Regions from separate parts of the Zea mays genome. Here region 1 is linked to region 2. A link is a contact called in public Hi-C data. All regions are on one chromosome and are shown on one strand. Each heading gives the region's core, a stretch centred on a gene start, on an enhancer-like site or on the middle of the called end of the contact. The rest is flanking DNA. Distances are from core to core; before and after follow the strand shown.

Region 1 (6,265 bases), core at 2,972-5,471, 340 kb after region 2:
TTTATAGCTAAAACGACTATTATTTTAAGACGGATGAAGTATGTGTTACTCTACAAAGAACATGAAAGGTGTCTTATAGTGAACAAACAAAACTATTTCAGATTGGACTTGAACCAAACACCTCATGTTCGAACCATCCCTGCCGAAAAAAAAAACGGGCCTTGCAGTTCCGCGCGCGATGATTGACGAGGCATCCCATCTCCTACTCCGACTTCCGAGATAGGGGACACCACACCAGGAACTAAGGCAGGAACGTGGTGCCACTCGCTAGAGGACGAACCCGTCTAGCAAAAGCAAGCAAGCATCGTCCACGCCCGGCACTACAGGGCCCCGTCCACATGCAGGTGTGGTGTGTCCCCGGTGCCGTCCCATCCGGCCGTGCGCTTCGGGAATGCCGGGGGCCCCAAGTGCGCACACGGGATTCAGCGAGCGCCCACGGGAAATGCACCGCGCGAGTGACCTGACGGTGACGGACCCGTCCCTTCCCCGCCGGACCGCAGATTGCGGCGCCATCGTCGCCGTCTCTGATGACGGCATCTCGTGCGAAAGCGTCAAATGTGTTATTATTGTTGCACGTGCCAGGTGCTCGCCCAGGCACATCACCCGTTCGGCTGTCCCAAGTCCCAACCTGGATCGCCGGCACGGCCCCGTTGCTTCATCAGCTACAGGGAACGTGCGGTGGACGCTTCGAGTACTAACGCTCCATTCCACTTCCACCCACGAGGTAGGGGTGGAAACGAGCCGAGCTCGGCTCGGCTCGCTGCGGCTCGCTCATGTAACGAGCCGAGCTCGGCTCGGCTCGGCTTGTTCCTGGCTCGCGAGCCGGCTCGCCGAGCCAACGAGCCTAGGCATAAAATTAAATCTGCTCTCTAAATTATAATATAAAATCTTAAAAATATTTTAAATAACATATTTTAAATTAGTAAAATAGATATATCACTAATATAATGTATAAAATAGATTATTTTTGTATAGTAATCTCAAATAACATAAATTAATTGTCTACTCGGTATTAATATTATATGCTAATTAAGATTTTATGTAACAAATTGTTGTTGGGTCGAGCCACGAGCCAGCTCGCGAGCTGCACCGAGCCGAGCCGAGCTGGCTCGCTCTTTTCACGAGCCAGAAAAACAGGCTCGGCTCGGGCTCGTTCGGAGCGTCGAGCCGGTCCGAGCCGAGCCGAGCTGCTGCGAGCCCGAGCCAGCTCGTCGAGCTCGAGCTTTTTTTCCAGCCCTACCCACGACCGTATGCAAAGGGGGGATGGATTTGGACATGGCAGTTTTGTTTGCTTCGGCGGCATCCGCGTTACGCACTTCCTTCCCGTCTCAACTCTCAATGCTAAGGCTAGCCGCAGTGAATGACTGGAACCGGTACGCTATGCGGATAGAGTTAACGCGAGTGCTGCAGCCGTGTACTGGGACCGGTACGCTAAGGCAAGCAAGCAAACCAGAAACCTTAAATGTAGAGTTGCAGCAACGTCTACTGCATACGTCTGCTCCGTGCACCAGGAGAGAGGCGGGGCCGGAGGCAGCAAAGGTTGTGGGACCAGAGGCGGGGCACCAGGAGAGAGAAATAATAGAATATATGGTATAGAGTAAACATGAGTGCGGAGGATTGTGATATAGAGTAAAGAATTTTGCTGACCAGGACAGAATATTCTTTTTAGGGTAGAAATTTAGAGTAGTATGAGTGCAGATAGCCTAACGCTCAAGCAGCACCGCTGCCAAAAACGCAGCGCCTGGATCCGGGCCTACTACCGACGGGGATGCCGTGCTGATGACGTCGTCCAGCTGGGTTCAACTACATGGTTTGCAATTGCCTCGATTTAAAACAACCTCCACTACGAGCGCGCTTCAAAACAACATCAGCCAGTTGCTGATGATGCCCCGTGACAGCCTACCAAGACTTTGCACCCATAACGCATTTGTTTTGGACGCAGCACTCATGGCAAGCCCCAAACTTGTCATTGTTTAAGCAGGCCTTAACCACCAGACTTGAGCCACTCGATCGATCCCAGCGGAGCAACCAGCATGTCCGCGTCGCCATCCAAACAAAACAACCAGAGGCTTTTTGGCACCTATCTGCCCATGATTGGGAATTAAGCTCGCGGTTCCCAGTAATAGCCGAGCAACCCAATCTTTTCAGCTATTTTCCGTCACGGGAGGCATGGGAAACAAGGCGCAGAAGCTGGTTTTTTTTTTCTTTCTAAGTCAAGAGATCTAGTTACTCGATCACTTGTTTAGCTCCAAATCAGTTAGCGATTTGCCACCTACTGTTTGCAGACCAATGAGTAATTGAGTACTAGTCGTCAATGGAAGGAATTGGGTAGAAATGGCTTTGGTCAGTGGAGCACTCAAAGCTGCACAAGAACATTGCTCGCTGAACAACTGCAACTTACAACAACAATGGGAAGAGAAATCCTCACTGAACTGTGAACCAATCATCAATCGAAACAATGCCGGGCAAGCCCCTTTGGCCGCCGCTAGCCCAAGGCCCAAGCACGCTAGTTCTTCCAGGCGTAGACGAGGAGGGAGAAGCCGTCGCCGCTCTGCAGCTCGGCCTCCTCGGGGCTGCCCCAGTCCATGACGGTGGAGCCGCTCGCCCACGACGCGGAGGAGGAAGCCACTGACGCCGACGAGGAGGAGCTCGCCTTTGCCAGCCTGCTCGCCTGGCCCCTCGTCCTCCGCTTCTCACCGCTGCTGCTGCTCTCGCTCCAGTCCCCTCTCCCCCACCTCCTACCGTCGACGTACCCCGCCAAGCCGCCTCCGACTTGGAGCACCTCCTTCTCCCTGGCGTCGGCCGGGTCACGCTCCTCGCCGTCGCGGCCGGCGAGCTCGAAGCGGAAGACGAAGACGGCGTGCGCGGGCGGAGCCGTGGCGGCGGGTGGCGAGGCGTCGCGCGCGGGGAAGAGCCAGTCGTGAAGGTCCCAGGAGACGAGGACGCGGTCGCCGGCGCCGAGGTCCAGCTTCTCGGTGCCGCGGAACTTCCAGCGCAGGCGGCGGACGTGGAGCACGCGATCGCCGTCGACGGAGACCGACATGCCGACCTCGGCCCTGTCCCGCTCCCGCCCCTGGCCCTGGCCCTGCGCGCGCGAGACGAGATCCACCGCGATCTCCCGCTCCCTGCCGCGCACGACGACGCAGGTCCGGTGTCCGCCGCCGGCCCCGTCGCGCATGGACACGTGCTCGCGGCGCGAGACGAGGGCGGGACCAGGGCCGGAGCCGGGGCCGGGCGGGCGGCGCGCCCTGGTCTTCCTGTAGGCCTCCTCCGCCATGTCCCCGGCGGCGACCGCCATCTCGCCGTCCACCACGACGGCGACGAAGTACCCCGACACGGGCTCCGGGGAGCCCGAGGCCGCGAAGCGCGCGCGCGACAGGTCCCAGGCCAGGTCCACGCGGCGGCCCCGCGCGCGGAAGCGCTTGGACCCGCGCCGCCGCCACAGCAGCCACGGCCGCAAGCGCACGGCCACCGTCGCGTCCTGCTCCCCCTCGCCGTCGCCCTTCTCGGCGCCCCCGTACTCCACCTCGCCGTCGCCGTAGTCGGACGCCGAGGGAGACGGCGCGGGCCCCGCGGACACGCGGAGCACCGCGCGGAGGCTGAGCCCGAGCGCGGCGCGCGACCAGGTCAGCGCGGCGAGACCGAGCCGCGTGGTGTAGACGGACGTGGCCAGGCTCGTCCCCACCCCGGAGCCGGGCCCCGACCCCGGCGACGCCCGCCCGCCGGGTGCTGCCGCGACGCGGCGGAAGCAGGCCGGTATCGCGTCGGGCATCGCGCCTTCTCCTTCTGGCCCTTCTTCGTCCCTCGGTCCCCTCTGCACTTGGAATGGAGTGGAGGTGTGAATGGCAATATTTTTCGTTTTTTTTTTCCCGGACTCCCGGTACGGTTAGTTCGCCCTCGCGCAGAGGTTACATATAACTCTGACGAGGTGGGGCGGGGGTGTCGCTATGGCTCGGCCTCGGCGGTGCGTTGGACTGGACCCAGCTCGCGACACTTTTGTGCGGTGAGGTGAGGTGCAGTGCTGTGCCCAGTGCTGTGCGGTACTGCGGTGGGAGTCTGGGACTGGGACTACCGTTCGTTGTTTTGGTTAACAAGGGCGCGAATAGAGCCGCGTTCATATTACCGGCGCGCGCGTGCATGATGTCAAACGCATTATTGTTCACGAACGCGAAGGAACCCTGGTGGTTGGTTCGTGCAATCAATATTAGGCGTTGATGGCAACGGTAAGGGGGTGTTTGGTTTCTAGGGACTAATGTTTAGTCCCTAGATTTTATTCCATTTTAGTTCCAAAATTACCAAATATAGAAACTAAAACTTTATTTTAGTTTCTATATTTAGCAATTTATACACTAAAAAGGAATAAAATGAAGGGACTAAACATTAGTCCCTAGAAACCAAACACCCCCTAAGTGTCGTTTATTAATTAGGCGTTGCTTCTTGGAGTGGAAAAAAATATTAGAGCTCGATCTGGGAAATCCAAATGCAGGTCCGAACAGGGATGGTAATGGGTACCCGAAATCCGATGCAGCCTTGCTGGATAATAGAGTACGAGTATGGCGAATTTTGATAACTATGGGTATTTTATTAGGTCTTTTGTTATATCCATCGGGTATGGTGCACATTGTATGTTCTTTTTTGCTCCATATCTGCTATCCGATAGAAAACCCGCTAACATATGATATGTAGGTTCGGATTAAGGGGCTTGTTCTCTTTTATGCATGGGCTTCTATGGTGGTTACCATCAATGCTAAGTGTTGTTGACCTTTGTGATAAAATTGTGTTGGGTTCAAAGAATTTTCCATGCTAGCATAAAGATACTATGTTATTTTAACATCTTTTCAATATTGATGAGGTTTGGGGTTTCAACAATTTGTATTTGATACTTTTGCGATTTAAATGATCATGTCTACTATAATGTTAGAGGTTATAGGTACCCGTTAGGTAACCACTACCCGTGGTGAATATAGGTATGACTTTATACTTACGATGGGTAGTGGATATAGGTATAAGTATTAAGGGATTTTTAATGGTATGAGTATGATTTTATGTGTCTGCCATCCCTGTAGCTGTGATTACGAGAGACTAGCTCTATGAGACAACTTAAAGAGTTGTACAAGAGTGTGTGACGAGTGTTGTCGTAGTCATTTCCCGGCAATTTCGTGAATATTTATCCTATTTACATGAACTATAGTGGATCGTTCGACTATTCCACTTCCGTTTCTGTTCAACTAAAGAATAGTAGACCTTGATCGGTGAAGGGGTTTTTTTTTGGTTGAGATAGGAAGATTGGAGTTGGATGACTCCAAGTTTGGTCAACTCCAGTACTCTGGCACGACTACTACAAAGGGCACGTACTCCGCCCCCTTTTGCTCGCCAAGGCTCCATCATGCGAGTTGCGAGGCGAGGAGACCTCATCATGCGCAGCATGCATGGTATAGGACTTGGAGTGGATAGCAGACCTCATCGTACGTGCTCCACTTCCTAGCGCCGAGTGGCATTAGCCGCGCGCGCAGCTAAATTCAGCGCTGATTCTTCTTCGAACCAGACCGGACCGGCGGGTGAGAGTCAGAGGAGGAGACGAAAGGCACCACCGCCGCACCAGCTACGACCCACCGCCACGGAAAACGCGAGACGACCATCGCCGTCAACGTGGGTGGTGGCGCGTGCCGTCCGTGGTTTCAACCGAACCCGGTCCCTGGATTGCCAGTTTGACATGGCTCGGATGCCGCAGCCGTCTTGTGGATCATTTCATTGCCAGCCCGGGCGGTGCCGGTGACTTGGACCTTGTCGCCGTACGGTCATCGTTCCAGAACTGCAAGTCGGCCGTACGCGCTGCCCTGCTAGTACCTCCCTCCCTCCCTCCCTCGCCCCTCACACGTCCAATCGCAGGAACAACACAAACAAGATTGCAAGAAGCATGTACATTCTAAAAAAAATGGACCTTCTTGGGTGCTGAGATTTGTGAGACAGCAGCGACTGATCGTGCAAAAAAGAAAAAGAAAAACTGTTGGCGCGCAGATCATCGGAGAAGTCCGGCATTGGATGCGCTCATGGAACCTGCTGCTTCCTCCTCGTCTGCTACATCTCATCTGCTTGCACATGAACACACTGTGCCATGGCCTTATTTCTTGCACCTGAACAAGATGGCCTTATTTCTTTTTCGAAAAAGGCGCCAAGAGAGTGTCTTTCCCGGAATTTTGGAAAATTCTTCTATTCCTTTCTTTCCAAATATTCCACCAAAAATACACCACTAGCCCATCGAAGA
Region 2 (6,378 bases), core at 397-2,896:
AGCGGCATTTAGATTTCCACCAAATAATTTTTAACCTTTTCAGAGCTCATAGTCCACAACAGCTTTTTTCACAGCTCACAACACACATCAGCTTTTTTTACAGCCACAGCCCAACCAAACATACCCTTCATTAAGGTCCTCAAAGGGCGCTTCACAAACACAGTTTTCATACCTCGTCATGAAATTGCATGAAAATTACCCACCACGCCACTGATTACATAACATAGCACTTCAGTTCTCTCGTGAGAGCCACTAACCATTAAGGGTAATCAAGGAAACTCATACAAATCAATCAATTGTATTACAAAAGCTGGAGTTCATATGTAAACCAAACGCTCCTCAAACCCAGTTCAACAATTTGTTGGAGCAGTTTTATGGTGAAACTGAAACACCGAAGCTGAATTTTTTTAAAGTGAATCCCTCCCAATAAGCCCTTAATATGATGCTTTATCCAATAGAAACACGACTCGTGTTTGTACTACTCCGACTGAGAGCGAGCGCCTCGTGAGACACCCGCCTTGCTCTCTCTTTCATTTATCTCTGCTCCACGTAGACATCCGCTCGCTTATAGCTCGTTATTAAACTTGCTCTTATGGCTCAATAGTTGAGTGTCAATCTTTAATGGAACTCTCATGTCTCCTATTAAGAGCACTTGCAACATGGTACCACCAACTCTCCCTCCCTAGAAAATGGGCTAAATGCCCTGATCTTAAATAGGTACTCTCTCTATCCTAAATTAAAATTTGTTTTAGCCCTTTTAATAGATTCATGAGCTAAAATATACATAAAAATCAAGAGCTAAAATAAATACTAATTTGAGACGGAGGGAGTATATTCTCGTAATATGCTTATTCTATGTTATAGCTATTATTATCTCTTTTATAATAAAATCAGTTAGGTTCCGTTTGTTTCCTTTCATTTTGAGGAATTAGAATCTTACTAATAGAATAGGTTATTTTTTTAGAATGTGACATTCCACCACTTTCCAAAGTTATCATATAAGCCTATCTCAAATTTATGGGGTGAGAGAGGGAAATTGATTCTATAGATTTACAAGCTATTTTTCCGATGTACAACTTATAGCACACTCTTCTAATTGCTTCGCTATAACATAAATGCAGTATATAACTATCTCTCTCATATGATTTAGGATAATATACAAATATATATTATCTAAATTATAATTATTAAAATGGAATTTAATTCCAACGAAACAAACGGGCCCTTAGATTTAAGATAATTTGACTTGCATGGATCATAGGAAAGTGCCATGACGCATCTCACTTATCCATGAGAATTGAGATGATTCGAGCGTTCAGTCCACACACTTCCGTGCAGCTTCACTTTGAAGTAACTATCTATGTCTACTTTATTCGTAGAAGGCTAATTAATCTTTTTTTTCTAGATTATACAATACACTTATACACATAAGGCACGTATACTATAGACGTCTCGTTATCAATGAAAACGATGCCCACTACTGGAATCAAAGAGCTATCTAGCGTTATGGGCTCACGACCATGCTCGGCCTTATGTAGCGAAGTCAGATCGTGACCATTTCGCTATTGTTGCAAACCGCCAAGCCGCAATATCGATGGGCCGTGGACAGGTGTTTCGATAGGGCTCTCGCTGTCCATCAGGCATCGTAGGCCCAGCGCCACATGACCGACTGCGACTTCAGTCTACTCGCCATCCTATTTGTCGCTTAAGGGCGTCCCCGAGCGAGCGAGAAGCATCTCCGAGCATTGTGACATGGAGTAGAGAGAATATTAAGTTATATACATCAACAACTTCTATCCAAAAGATTAAACTGATAGAAAGAGACGGACAATTCATTTATATTATATTTTAATATTTCTCATGTCGAGCCTCTTTTGGGTCTCTAACGTGAAATATAGGAGCGAGCAATAATTATTTTATTTTAATCGTGCTAACTAGGATTTAAACTCAAGACCTCTAGATATGATACCATATTAAGTTGTATGTATCAACCAATTCAACACAAAGGCTTAAGCTGATGGGAGAAGATGAACAATTCACTTATATTATATTCCAACACTCCCTCCAGTCACAATGGGGACACCGCAAACGATAAGACTGGAGTAGAAGCCAACGGTAGGAGTCGAAGGGCTGAAATCTCCTCGCAGACACAGCTTGTGAGGGTGCGAATGTTACGGCTGGAGCAGAGACCGATGTGGACTTTAAGAAGACAATAGTCCATGGATGCTGAGGTAGCCGAAGTCGAGATGGTCGTGATTGGGAGACACGCAACAGTAGGTTGTTCTTTGGGAGGGGTCGACGTTCGAGCGTCAACGGTCGACGGGGAGACATAACAAAAGAGCACTAGTAGGTTGAGGACCTTCTTGCTTCTTGGTTTGTCCGGTCGTCGAGGAGCCCCGCCAGGGAGGCCGAGGGCAGCGCGCGCGTCTACGCCGGTCAGGGTGGTCGCACTCGTGGTAAAGTAGAAGGGGAACGACGGATCCGGTCGGGAAGGCCACGGCTGCGACGGATCCAGCCATGAAGACGGCGATACAGTCAAGGGACGGTAGATCTAGCCAGGAAGGCCACAACAACGGTGGATCTGACCGGGAAGGCCACGGTAGCGACAGATCCAGTTGCGGTGGCGATGAAGAAGGGGTGGGACAACGGGGCGGGTCCAGCCGGACAGGGCCTGCGCTGCGCCGGACCTGGTAGGGAGGGCTTTGACGTCGGTGACGGGAAAAGCTCAAAAAGTTGTGGGGGCATGTGGTGGGCCGCGCTAGCGAGCAGGGGGGTTGGACAGAGACCCACACCCGCTCCTAGATGGGGGAAGGCAGACACACGTATGGAGAGGAGTGGCACGAGCAGATGCCTGGGAAGGAGAGGGAGCCGTGGCCGGGGGGCGCCTGTCGCGGTAGCGTCGAGGCCACCCATGCCAACTGTGGTGGCAGCGAGGTCGCACTCACCCGCTGCAGCTGCAGCAGGGCCGAGGAGCATGCCCGACGGGGAGAGGGCCACCGAAGAAGCGGATGGCTGTGGCTACAGGGGCGGTGGGGCAATCCCCAGGACACGCGGCATGCCAGCGCGGGGGAGGGGGTGCGGACGCTGAGGGCGTGATCGCCTGGGCCAGACCGAGGACAACGAAGGGGAGGGGCCTGACCAGGCAGAGGAAGGGGAGGGAGTTGCGACCGGCTGGGGAAGGACGTTGGCGTCTGCTACAACCTGGAGAAGGTTGGCGGCTAGAGGTGCGTCGGTGTGAGGGGGGCGACGGCAGGGGGTGCGCCGGTGGAAGTGAGGGGGAGGGCCGGCGGCCACCAGCAGCCGTTGGGGGCACGACGGGGTGCCTTGTTGGCGGCGACACGTGTCTTGAGCAGGGACGGGCTTTCCCGTCGACGACTAGGCCGGATCCGCACATCTCATGGAGAGAGGCAAGGAAGAGCGGCGACGCTCGTGGCCGAAGGAGGGGCCACCGCGCGGGGTTGAGGAAGGGCCTCTAGCCACCATGGGCGCTGGGCGCTAGACGTAGGGAGGGTGAAGGGGAGAGGTGGATATAGATGGCCAACAGGCCGGCCCGGCACGACCCGGCACGGGCCCGGGGAAGCACGACCCATCAGCTAACGGGCCGGCCCGGGCACACGGGCTTAACGGGCCGTGCCTAGGGAGCCCACGTGCCTGGCCGTTGGTCCAGGCACGGCCCTCTGGGCCACTTTTCGTGCCGGGCCAGCCCGCTAGGCACGCTCAAAAAAACGGGCCGTGCCAGCACCAGCCCGTCAGAGATCCCAAACAGCAGAAAACATAGAGAAATTTAACCAAAGTTAAAAAACAGCAGAAAATATAGACAAATATAATAAATGAGCTGTTTTGTGCAATGCTGCCTCATTAAAAACCTTTCTAGGTAAAACTCACCCTTGTGAGAAACCCTAGAAAGGAAAAAAGAGTGCAGCCAGCTCAAAAGTTTAATCACTAAGTTTGTATCTGTTACAGTTGTATATTACAATACAAAATGACTCTCTCACAATCACTCAATGACAAAGCAGTGAAAGCACATGTCAGATGACCACATCACAGTCTAGAAGACTACAACTAAGCAGCAACAGGTTCATCTTCATCAAGAAATAAATTCTGGAATGAGTCCTCAAGCTCTGGATTGTCAACAGCATGTTGTTCTCTCTTTTCTCCTAATTCCCAATCTTTTAAGCAAGTCAGCATCTCCACATTCTTAGGCAATAAGTGTCGTCGTCGCTCCTCGATTATCCTCCCTGTCAAACTGAAACAAGACTCCGAAGAGACAGTAGATACAGGAACAGACATAATATCCCTTGCCATTATGGATAAAACTGGATATGTTAGCTTGTGGTCACGCCACCAGAGAAGTATATCAAAATCATCCTCATAAGAAGTGACATTGTCACTGTCTAAGTAGGCTGAGAGCTCACAAATAGCAGATGAAGATGAAGCAGAAGGGGTAGAGCTAGGGGGAGGACCAACAACACCTGAACTGGAATCTCCAAATATTCTTCCCCAAGCTTGTTTTCTTTTACCTGTATGAATAGAAGGCTGAGCAGCCCTTTGAGCCCTAACTACACCAAACTTAGTCTCATATTTAGTAAACAGTTTATACAATCCATTTTTTACATCAGCATAATATGTACTGTACTCACACCCAGTGCACTCTCCAAGTAAATGCAACACATTAAAAAAACCTCTCATCTTAGCTCTAGGGTCCAGAATGAATGCATATGAATATAGCAAAGGTATGTCACTCCAGTATTTAAGGAATTTAAGTTGCATTGGAAACACAATAGTTCTAAGATTTAAATCTCTTTCACATGCTTTCAAATGAGATGCAATTTCCAGAATATGATGAAGAACTAGTGGACTAGTTGGATAATAAACACCAGACAGAACAACAGTAGAGTCATAGTACAGTTCTAGAAACTCTAAAATCTTCTCAGCAACATACCAATGATTAGGAGGCAATAATTGTGACTCATAATGTGAATTGATGAAGACAGAAAAAACAGTTTTGTATGGGACCAAATGTTTAAGCATCAAATAAGTAGAATTCCATCTAACATCCATATCCAATCCAAATTTTCTGGGTCTAACACCCCTTGCTAAGCAGTACTCTTTAAATGTTGCTATTCTAGAATTAGAAGCATTTAAGAAATTAATTGCAGTTCTAAAATCTTCCAAAAAAGGTTTCAGTCTCTTCATTCCAGATTTAACAATGAGATTAATGATATGACAAGCACAACGTTGATGCATAAGAGTGTAGTTAGAAGAAGGATCAGGACCCAAATAACCAGCAAACAAAGGTGTCAATGTATCCATAGCCTTTGAATTAGAAGAAGCATTGTCTAGAGTGAGAGAGAAAATCTTGTCAACCAGACAAAACTCCTCAACCACAACACCAATTCTTTCAGCAATATTTTGACCAGTATGTCTAACCTCAATAAGCCTAAGACCAATGACCTTTTTCTGTAATTCCCAATCAGCATTAACATAATGACAGACAACACTAATGTAGTCCTCCTTAGCATTACCAGACCAAATGTCTGAGGTTAATGCAACCGAAGAAGTAGCAGGCAACACAGAATTGATAAGCACATTACGTCGTTCAGTGAAAAGCTTCAGAAGGTCTCTAGTGGTGGTCTGTCTAGACACTTTGGTAAACCTAGGGTTATGAGCACGGGCAATATAATCCTCCCAGGCCTGTGACTCACCAATACCTAATGGAAGGTCAAGCCTAGCAATCAGACGACACAACTCAGTTCGAGCAAAAATAGGATCATATTCCCAATTGTGTAGAGAACCATCAGGATTGAAAGCAAGCCTAGACTGGACCCTAGCAGCGTGATCAACCTTCTTCTTACAAGCTTTCTGGTGTCTAAGCAAATGCCCAGTACTAGCAGAAGATCTAGCAGATAAACGAGTCTTACACATTCTACAAATAGCAGCAATTCGAACATTGGACCCATTCACTTTCTCAAATACCTCATCAAAATCAACCCAGACAGTAGATTTACGCTTACCAACAGATGAGGTACCAGTACCACCATCGGTGCTGGTGGAGCCGACCGGAGTATCGGTGGCCGTAGCAGGCCCTCCACCAGCGTTGGTCGGATTAGAACTTAGATCGACAGGAGCAGAGGTTAGATCGATACCGCAAAGCAGCAGCGTCAGCCTGGATGTCGTCTTCGTCATCTGGGACAAGCCCTGCCGCGCGAAGGTCGTCGTTGCCGGTGACCGGATTGACATTGTCATCATCCGCCATGGCGACCTTCACCGCGGACGGCCGATCTCCAGCACCGTCCCTCAACGGAGCACGCAGTCGCCGTGCCCGATCTACCCCAGAGGAGGAAGACGAGGCATCAGCAACTGACCTACAAAAGAGCA

What was found. Hi-C and Micro-C count contacts between places; a contact is called where the count stands out from the background.
Region 1: a Hi-C map of tassel shows a contact between it and region 2, with 2.4 times the contacts expected there. The contact joins the promoter of LOC103647426 here to the enhancer-like site in region 2. A contact is called at or near these places in 2 of 25 Hi-C or Micro-C datasets (bundle sheath and tassel).

The regions. Positions count from the first base shown.
Region 1 is chr2:185,724,338-185,730,602 of Zm-B73-REFERENCE-NAM-5.0, forward strand. It overlaps LOC103647426 (DUF868 family protein), which reads right to left and starts at 4,222. Exons shown (of 1, transcript XM_008671964.4): 1 at 2,325-4,222. The coding sequence starts at 3,772. The coding sequence ends at 2,507.
Region 2 is chr2:185,385,320-185,391,697 of Zm-B73-REFERENCE-NAM-5.0, forward strand. No RefSeq gene overlaps it. Among protein-coding and RNA genes, the nearest start is that of LOC103647424, 21 kb to the left of the region's middle. Within about 2 kb of position 1,647, at least 16 of the 20 cell types and tissues checked have an H3K27ac peak or open chromatin away from gene starts, as enhancers often do. A contact at or near this core is called in bundle sheath and tassel, where this site is marked.